Regions from separate parts of the Zea mays genome. Here regions 2 and 3 are each linked to region 1. A link is a contact called in public Hi-C data. All regions are on one chromosome and are shown on one strand. Each heading gives the region's core, a stretch centred on a gene start, on an enhancer-like site or on the middle of the called end of the contact. The rest is flanking DNA. Distances are from core to core; before and after follow the strand shown. Region 1 holds the start of LOC542414 (beta glucosidase 1). Region 2 has its middle 51 kb from the start of LOC103642374. Region 3 holds the start of LOC103642374.

What was found. Hi-C and Micro-C count contacts between places; a contact is called where the count stands out from the background.
Region 2: a Hi-C map of leaf shows a contact between it and region 1, with 2.0 times the contacts expected there. The contact joins the enhancer-like site here to the promoter of LOC542414 in region 1. A contact is called at or near these places in 3 of 25 Hi-C or Micro-C datasets (bundle sheath, ear and leaf).
Region 3: a Hi-C map of leaf shows a contact between it and region 1, with 1.8 times the contacts expected there. The contact joins the promoter of LOC103642374 here to the promoter of LOC542414 in region 1. A contact is called at or near these places in 3 of 25 Hi-C or Micro-C datasets (all in leaf).

The regions. Positions count from the first base shown.
Region 1 is chr10:34,809,795-34,813,215 of Zm-B73-REFERENCE-NAM-5.0, reverse strand. It overlaps LOC542414 (beta glucosidase 1), which reads right to left and starts at 1,826. Exons shown (of 12, transcript NM_001371627.1): 1 at 1,497-1,826; 2 at 1,196-1,265; 3 at 1,005-1,063; 4 at 235-310; 5 at 7-84. The coding sequence starts at 1,772.
Region 2 is chr10:34,992,577-34,995,997 of Zm-B73-REFERENCE-NAM-5.0, reverse strand. No RefSeq gene overlaps it. Among protein-coding and RNA genes, the nearest start is that of LOC103642374, 51 kb to the right of the region's middle. Within about 2 kb of position 1,932, at least 15 of the 20 cell types and tissues checked have an H3K27ac peak or open chromatin away from gene starts, as enhancers often do. A contact at or near this core is called in ear and leaf, where this site is marked.
Region 3 is chr10:34,941,566-34,944,986 of Zm-B73-REFERENCE-NAM-5.0, reverse strand. LOC103642374 reads left to right here and starts at 1,679. Exons shown (of 9, transcript XM_035963245.1): 1 at 1,679-1,843. The coding sequence starts at 1,679.

The sequences.
Region 1 (3,421 bases), core at 577-3,076:
TTTTACCGTTTTCCAGCAACAAGTTGATGAGGTTTCTGTAGTACTTGATGCCATCCGGGTTAATACCTCCTTCTTTGGTTCCCTCTGAAAGTCGTTATGTTGAAATTAGCATTGTAACGCGATCCGAAAACTCTGAATGCATTTTAGTTGTACAGATCATTTTTACTGTTCGTCCGTTTCTAACTTTTTTACCATATGAGACATATTTGATTATTTTACTATATATATACTTACTCGGCAGTATTCTGGGCCAAGAGATAGAGAACCTATATGCGTCCATGCCCATTTCCTTGAGCAATCTGACGTCCGTCTGCACATTTAAAAATGCTGATATCAAAAATGGTAGCAATAATATATATTCGCAGACATTTTTAGTTAGAAGTGCGTATACATCAACAGTTATTTTGCTCGAAAAGGATCTCCACGATACGAAATATATTCTTCTATAACCATTTTTACATGTTTAAGAGAGTTAACTGCAAACAAACATTATGTCAGCTGGTTACCCAAAATTTCATCCTATTTCACACAAGAAAAGGACAACCTTTCCAACCGAGATCCAAAATTTTAGCTTAGAATAATAAGCAGAAAATATTTCCTGCGCAAGGAAATAGTTCATGTCCGACCTAATATTAATTTGAAAACTGTGGACTCCTTTGTTTTTTTTTCAGGTTTGTAATAGACTAATAACATAATATTTAAAACTTCCATAAGAAATATTATATGTTATATTGTTCTATAATCATTTTTACATCTTGGATGTTGTCAATGATGATTAGCTTCATGTTGGAGAGCTCCATGGCGGTCCAACAACAGGCCAAATTACAGATCATGAGCTCCATGGGCAAAGAAATTTTTCCCGCGGCGGGGCTGCTGCCTGTTTCGGATCCAGGCGGCCGAATATTTGGGTAAAAGAAAAATGGGATCTGAAACTGCCCGAAACTCATATTGCAAAATTAAAGGTGTCTCCGCTCCGAATTCCTACGGGCCGGGAGTGGACTTACTTTGTACATATGGTACGAATTCGCTCCAATGTCTGAATTGCTCCCGTCCAGTATCCTTTCTATTGATATGCACATGAAAGAGGCATAAAAAAATAAGGAAATAAACAAGGATATAACGTATGATGTTATTAATTATGAACAAACAAAAACAAGCTAATTAATCAAAGCTGGGGTATATATATGAACCTTACCCGGATGATTGTGGCAGAAGTGATCCCAGTTGCTTTCCCCCTTTCCATCTTCATTCCAAGCACCTTCAATCTACCAAGATATATCATTTCACTTTAGCATGTATCAAACAATTAATTAATTAGCTAGAATACAATACGTTTCGCGCGCGTGCGCACACACACATATATCAACTCCTTTTTGGTTTAGGTATATATATAAATCAGCTGCCATTATGTAACAGTGAACTACAGTAGTTTCTTTTCATATATGTATATATCTAACAGAGACGTAATAAACAACATTCGCGCTAGAAAATTATACTTGGTACGCTGAAGTGGCGGCACCGAAGGTGAAGTCAGAGGGGAACCAGTCCCTTTGTGGGATTTCCGAGGGGCTCAACATTTGGACTCCATTTTGGCTGCCTACTCTTGCAGATCGTGTAGTAAAGCTAAGGTTACACCTTCGCTTGCTGCTCTGTGGAGAAGAAGACGGCAGGTGGTGCCGTGAGAAACTCTCATTGTTGGGTCCTACTAGGTGGCTCCTAAGGCCAGGATGGGCTGCAGCGTGGTTCATGGCAGCAGCGAGAAGCGGAGCCATTTTCCCCCCCTTTGCTAGCTAGCTAGAACTAGAGCTTTGAGCTGCTTGTGAAGTGTGTAGACCAAGTGGAGCTGATGCATCTATTTATAGACGAGCTGGCTAGCTAGGATTGCTAAATGGTTGCCCAATAGTTTATCACTCCATGTCTCTGATACACGTACGTAAGTCGCCAAAGATGCTTCCTGGAAACTTATTATATCTCATATATAAATAATGTGTGAATCATTTTTTTAAAGATAATGTAAGATACAGATGTGATGTGTTATGAACTAATTAAGTAAATGCAAGTGGTGCAAGTGGTGGGCTGGGGCGCTCAGCCCGCCCCGCGTTTGCACGAGCCGCGACAGATAAGGACGCATCGTATGCATGTGGGGCGGCGACGGGTCAGCTCTTCTTCCCACGGTAGAACGAGCCGCGAGAGAGCAATTGCGGACGCATGCAATGATAGTATATTATTATATCACTGTTAAGAAAACGATACATAGATGTACCACGTTTAATTTCTTCCCAGCGGCGTTAAAATTAAAAAGAACGGCTACCACCTTTACAAATATAGTCAACGGATCCAATGACTACCTAACACCGTTCACATACACGGACTAGCTAGCTAGAGTTGGACGTCTTTAAAAAAATCATCTCCACAGATACGGCCAAGAACAACTGCGCCTTAAAAATAGGCAATTGATCAATAGAAAAGATTAGGATGGAGGTAGCCGTGTTATTCAGGGATAAACTTAGTGTTAATGTGTCGAGCATGGGACAATCCTATGGAAAGGATTATGACTATACCGATTTGACACCGCGCCATATCCATAATGACTAAAATATCGGATTTCTTCATTTTTTTTGTCAACGTGGTAAAACACTACCGGAATTGCAGGCTTTGCCGAATGCCGGCAGCTTTGCCGAGTGCCTTTTGTCGGGCACTCGGCAAAGGCGACTTTGCCGAGAGCCACTCGGTAAACTCCTGCTCTCGGTAACGAGCTGGTTTACCGAGTGCAGGACACTCGGCACAGGAGAACTCTCGGCAAAGATCTCTTTGCCGAGTGTCAAACACTCGACAACGGTGGCGCTCGACAAAGGATCGTCAGCGGCCGTCCTAAAGCTAACGGTCGTCAGCCTTTGCCGAGGGCCGATGGTTGGCACTCGGCAAAGAACTCTTTGCCGAGTGTCTTCCTTGGACACTCGGCAAAGCATATTTTTATTTTTTAGATTTTGTCTCCCAAACTTTTTGTGGTATATTCCTGCACTATGTAAACCTACATGTATCATTTGTGGACAATTATAACAGAGTTTTCAATCGTTAGTAGATTTAATTCGTTTATTTGAATTTCTCCGGAAAATCCAGATTTGAACTGCAGGTCACTCGAAACTTGAAAAACCGTTCATGCAAAAATGATATTCATGTTACTTAGCATAAGTTACGACCGATTTCAGGAGCGGACCAGAAACTTCGAGCAACATGCTCACTAAACATGGCCGTGAACTTGCCATCTACATGTTTAAAAATTATATAAAATACAAACAAAGTCAGAAAATCATGAAACTTGTCCACGTGTCATGATATCATATGTACAGGCTGTAATAAAAATTTTGAAAATGTTTCGAGAAAGCTGTGATAAAATTTGAAAATCATGAAACTTGTCCAC
Region 2 (3,421 bases), core at 683-3,182, 180 kb before region 1:
AAGTTATAAAGGAACTTAACCTCTTATTACTTTATTTTATTCTTTAGGAAAAGGTAAGTGATTCGTATATAATTTGCACTAAATTCTATGAAATCATTAATCATGCCATAAACCTAGTTAAGGACAAATTGAGATATAAACTTAATTAATAGATTATGAGAAAGACTAATTCATTAATTATCTTAAGTTTCAAATTATGAACAAATGATCTAGTTCATTACTAAAGAGGTTATGTTTCAACAATATATAAACTATCATTTACTTTATTATGAGGTATGAGCATCTAATTAAGTCATTTTGACATTATTAGAAAAGTTATATGACATATTTCTATTGTAAAGCATATAATTATGGATACATAAATATGAGACTAAATAAGTTTTATGTGAAAGGATAATAAATAATTATCATTCTGTTACGAAAACACTTAACGATAGGCCATCATTTTAAAGATATGAACACCAATTCTATTATTTTAGTATCTTTCGAAAACTCTATTCTTTCTATGAATAAGCAATTTATATACGCACATGCATAAAACTTCAATACAAAACTAAATTATACTTTATGGACGAATATAATTACTTATCTTTTATTTTATTGTGAAACATACGGTCTACATTGTCTTTTAAATTTCTATTTAAGAAGACTATACTTAAAAATATATAATGAACATTGTTAAATTATGAAAACATGACATCTATTGGGGGTCATTTTAATAAATTTTTTTGTATAACAACCATAGTTCAAATTAAATTATAAAAATAAGTGAACTGTTGGAAACACTAAGTAAATTCTTATCCCATAATTATGAAACTAACAAACCATTTCTAATTTATTTGGGGTTTAAATGTACATTTTATAATAAACTATAACATGGTTCTACACATAAATAAAGGTAGACTAGAAGGGGTTCTACACAACAAAATATAAATTAATGAAATATATAAATTGTTGCAACACTAATTTAAGTGTTTAGCACAAATTTATTAAGTTCAACGAAACAACATTTAATTTTATTGGATTTCAATTACGTAGTACATATTTAAAATAGGAAACTATCGCAGGGCTAGATCGAAATTAAAGGGATAGACTGAGGAATAGATCAGAAAATGGTGTTTCTACCTTTGGCAACGCGAGGGAGTAGGAGAGCATGTCGACATCACGTAGGGGCAGATAACTGGTGACGACGATGATGAGCGCAGGCGACGACGCTCAGCACGAGTACGGTGGTGACACAAGAGTCTCCGGCTTCGATGACGGCATGACGACATGAATAAGGGATCGACGCAGTGAACTGGTGAGGCGACAGACTAAGAGCGTGAAGCTGCGCTAGCTGTGGAGAAAGGGAGTTCGTCTTGGACAGGTTTATAACACGAGCACGGGAGGCCGAGAGGCACTCGCCGCGTGGCAAAGAACAGCCGGGGAACGTCCAAATCGAAGCACGACGCAAGCTGGCGCCGTGGTGAGTTTGAGCAGCAAGCAAGTAGAACGTGGCGACGAGTGGTAGTGGAGCTAGCGGCGTCCAGAACGTGGGGAAGAGAAGAACGGCGCGAGTTTTATAGGCGAGGGAGTAGAGTGGTTTGCGGCCAAATTCAATACTCCATTGATGTGGATTGAAGGACAGCGTTACCTGCTCGAAGAAACAGTCACGGTCATTAATGGAGATGGAGCACGGTGGAAGAAACGGTCGGCACATGGGAGAGAGGAGGGAAAAGGCCGTCCACGACAGTTAATGGCGGGGAGGGAAGTTAATGAGGGAGGGACGGCGGCGCGCTCGGCTGAAGGGGTGCTCGACGCAGAATTGGACGACGATGGCTTCGGCATGCTGCGTCCATCCAGGGAAGAACGAACGAATGGCTTGAAGAGGATACAGACTTACAGCTGGGGTCCACGTGTAAGTGAAAAAGAAAGAGTAATAGAGAATGACGAGTGGGCCCTAGAGGGATGAGAGGGAGAGGATAAGCGACTGGGCACTTGTTTGGCCGATCGGATGGGATGGGGTTTCTTTGAAATTCTTTTCTCTCTTTATAATTTTAATATATATATCCAATAAATTAAAATAAATACAAAAATAAAATACCTATTTGCCAAATAATAATTTTGGGGGTAAATTTTTATTTATTAAATAAAAGGGGTTTCACGTGAAGAGATAAATCAATTTTTTTTACAACTACCTACAAACGAACATTATTAATATATCAAAAAAATGCATATTCCAAAAAAATTAATTTTAACAAATCATTTTTGTTTTATAAAATAAGATTTTCTTCACAAGATCAAATCACTAAAAATTCAAATCAATCAAAACATATGTTTCAACATGAATGTATCAATCAATTGGTAAAATTTTATCTATTCAAGAAATTGCTTGATTTAATTATATCACTATTCCATCATTTGAAAACGTCAATATTTTTCTTTTCTACTAGAAATTAATAATATAAATTGTGTCACTTATAGTTGATGGATTTAGGCTGTTACATTGATGCCATCCAAGTTAATACCTCCTTCGACCGTTCCCTCTTAAAGACGTTATTTTTAAATTAGAATCATAACAACCCAACAGCTCTGAATGCATCTTAGTTGTAGGTTAATTTACTATATACTTACTTGGCAGTATTCTGGACCAAGAGATAGAGAACCTATAAGCGTCCATGCCCATTTCCTTAAGCAATCTGACATCCGTCTGCACATTAAAAAATGCTGATATAAATAATGGTGACAATATATATTATCAGACATGTTTAGTTAGAAGTGCATATACATTAACAACTTGTTTTGGATAGAACAAGATCTCCACAATACAAATTATATTATTTTACAAGCATATTTACATGTTTAACAGAGTCAAATGAAAGCAAACATTATGTCAGCTGGTTACCCAAAAATTCAATGTTGTGAAGCCCTTTGTATTTTACAGCTCTATAACAAACTAATAACATAATATTTAAAACTTTCATAAAAAATGTAATGTTATTTCGTGTTCCAAGAATATTTGTGTCTCGGATACTCTATGATGAGGAGCTTCATGGTGGGGAGCTCCATGGCCGATTTGCCGACCGACCAAACAACAAACCAAATTACAATCTACTAGTATATAAGCCCATGGTAATGTTACGGTCCCAGAAAGTAGAGGGGAGAGATCGACGACAGCGACGATAGACTGAGGGGAGGAGTTGGCAGCAGTGGTGGCGCGCCACGCGGGAGGGTGAGGGGAGGTTGGAGGCAGCTAGGTCGTGGAAAGGGTGGAAGATTGATCCAAATAATATTATCCATTGGATTTTTGAGTGAGAAAAGGAGAGATCGTTATCTAGTGATCGGAACCGTTGGTTTGATAGTGTGTCATGTCTGGGTGTAATTTAATTTTTCTAGTGAATTTAGTGAAGGTTATTTGTGTTAGGAGTGATTTGTTTCGGTG
Region 3 (3,421 bases), core at 430-2,929, 130 kb before region 1:
ATCTTGCTTCAGCTCTATCCTTTGTTGTGTTCATGCTCTTGTCCCATACGTCTTGTTCTTCTCCTTGTCTTTCAATAACCTTAGAGAGTAGTTATTCCCTTTTCAAGAAAGGCCACAATCTAGTTAACATTAACATGTAGCAATGAGATGCTTGTTGCTATGTGCTTGTGTTGTTTGTCTTTGTGTTATGGCTGATTTGCTTCTTTGTGATGAGTGTTGATGTGTTGTAGCCCTTGGTCCATAATGGATCAATTCACTAGGTGAGTGTTATGGAGTTAGGTAGTTGGGTTCTCCCCCTTGCTCTCTCTAATTCGCCTATGCCTACCTTTTCTCGCTATTCTCTCCTCTTGCACCTGGCAAGTTGGCAACCTCTATCTCCTCTAAATCAATCAGGATCAGAGTCGACATCGTCTTCATCAAGTGCATGGTAACAATGATCCTATTAAGGGGGTTAGCTACTAACCCCGAATGATGGCAATGCGATCAACATTGACAAACCAGGTTTAAAGTGGCACAACGGAAGCATGGTGGGCCCTAACCCACAGGTCCTAGGGTTGTCAAGAAGTCAACTTAGCGTTCATATTGTCTCGTGACTCCAATAATAAGGATCAAGTTGTAACACCCAAGGTGTTACTATACGTAAACAACGATTATGGACGTAAGTAAGAAAGGTCGGGGTGAATAACGATTTCGATATTAATCCCATCTTCGATTACCAAGATTATTCGAGAAATCTCGTTTAGCTTAGAATTTAATCATCTCACAAAAAATCGAGTTTGGTGCCATTTTCATTTTGATAATCTACGCAATTACAAAGGGTTCGAGAAACTTTTGGATTATCGAATCTTGGTTTGCTGGCGAATTTTGAACTGTTCGGATCACACACGTAAGTGAATACGAAAATCAGAAGGCTTCAGATTTTATGTAAAATCTGGAACCCCGCGCTATCCGAAAAGAACAATGCGCTAGCATATTAAGTGGATCGTTCCTCTCAGCATGTGATCGTTGGCGTCTGATCAAATGATCGACTGACGGTGAGGATCGTAAAAATTAGACGGATCTAAATACAGTCTGAAATACCGAAGCCGAACTCCACAACTAAAGTGTTTAGTGCAAAATCCGTGTCTGGACAACGCACAGACTCTCGCCCAGGTAAATGATGTGTGACGTCGTTTCCAGAAAGGATCGCAATCTCGATGCCGCATCGATATCGCGCGTTTATTTCGTGATATGTCGAGTCGTGTGTCTGAATAAAAGTTATGCAGAGAATACGAATTCGGAAGTCCGACCCACTCGAATAATTTTTATCCCCAAACAAATTTATGTCGAACTCGACGAAGGAAGTTTTCGGAACAAATTATCAGTGCCGAAATCTGTTTAATTCGGTCTGTTGCTTTTCGCCTCGATCTAAAAAGGTGAATTAACGGTACGAATTCATCCGGCTCCCAAGTATTCGCCAAATCAAATTGTGTCCAATTATTGTTATCAATCTCGTTTGATTGGACCCATTTTACATCGCTAAAAATCGTGATTCAAAAATATCTGCGATTTTTGGTTTAAAAAAAGAGAAAAGAAGAGAAATTGAGAAAAATTTGAAAAATATCTCAGCCGCAAGGATTTTTTCACGCGCAGCCTCCGTCTTTATCTTCTCCTGTAGCAATCTCTCTCCCTGCTCGCAATGTTTATCTCTTGCGCGCTCCTCTTCTTCCTCCCTGGCGCTCGGTCGCTTCTCTCTGGTCTCCACGCGCACCGCGTCCAGCTCCCTCCTCCAGCTGTGTCTGCTGCTCGCCCCAGCCTGGAGCTTCGCTCGGCTTCCAACTCCGGCGCCCGGCCGAGCTCCCTGGTACCGCGCCCCTACTTCTCCTTCTTCCCTGCCGCGTGCTGAGCGCTCTGCTCCCTAGCGCGGCCCTGCTTTCCCAAGCCAAGTCCCTCTTTCTCTCTCTGGTCTATGTGCCGCGCGTCCTGGCCAAGCTCCCAGCTCAGCGCCCAGCTTCTCTGCTTCCTGACGCGCGCGCCCAGCTGAGTCTGACCCCGTCGTGAGCTCGCCCCTGGCGCTCAGCTTCCCGTCCAGCCGCGTGCTCCTCCCTGTGCCCCAGCTCGGCAACAGCTATAAGCTCCCTGGAACCAGCGTCTCGTCGAGCCCCGCCGCACGTCCTGTTTCCTTCTCACCCATGGAAGCTACGCCCAGCCTTAATCCCCGTCGCGCCGTGCTCCTCCCTCTGTCCCTGCTGCGCGCGTCGAGCTCTGGTGATTTTCCTCCGCGCCCTGTTCCTTGCTTGCCCCTGTGCCGTCACTCAGCTCGCCATGGAGGTTGTCCGCCATGGTACTCTGCATCCCGAGCTCCCTGCGCCGGATCCCTTTCCATGCGTGTCGCGCAAGCTCCTCTGTTGGGCTCGCCAGCCTCCGTTGTCCTATCCACGCCAGCACGCGACTGTGGTCGTGTTCATCGAGTTCGCCAACACTCTGTTGCCGATTCGACTATCGTCGCTGTTGCGTGCCTCACTGCGTGCTCGCCGGGGTGTCGTCTATTGTATTCTTACACTCGCCTTGCCGCTTGTGCCAACTTCGGCCATCGCGACGTCTGCTCCATCCCGGCACCCTGCTCTTGTGCTTGCACTACAAGAAACTGATAAATGTTCGTGGGTAAAATTAAGAACGTGGGTACTTGAGTTAAGTTCATAGGTTAAGTTAAGAACGTGGGTACCCACGTTCTTAAGTTAAGTTCGTAGGCCCTGGATAAAACCGTCGAACTTAACGAGTTAGGAACGTGGGTACCCACGTTTTTAAGTTAAGTTCGTCGGGCTTGTGGACACCGTCGAACTTTAGAAGTTGTTTGGTCGACTGTTTTTCGCCCGTGATCCATTTGCACCGTGATTTGGTCCCGTTGTTCTGCGTTTGGTTGGGCCGACCCGTTTCCAATAGCGTCATGACCGGATACGGACCCGTAGCGTCTGATTACCGCTCCCTGCACTGCGTGAATCGATCCCGCTCCCCACGCCGCCTCGTGTGACCGGAGGACGAGAGCCCTAGCTGCAAGACGACCGCCGCCCTGCAAGGACCTTCGACGACGTGCTCATCGCCGGTGAGGACCACCTCTTCCTCTCTCCTCTCCCCTCTCTCACACCTTCTCCATCTCCCTGTTGTTCAATACCACCACCGATGGGGTCGCTGGGTCGCCGGGACGCCGGATCTCGGAGTGGAGGGCGCCAGCAGGACGAATGCCAGGGAGGGGGCCTCCGTCACGACGAGCTTTGACAGGCTCCACAACCCGCCGACGGCCAGAATCTCGCTCCGCCACCGCGGCTACAGGGCCTTCGTGTCCGTCCCGGGGGTAGCAGCCAAGGGTGATGTACAAGTTGGAACTTCACTTGTACTGGCCACTGCACATGGTGTATCACAATACAACAGATCCCTTCTATAG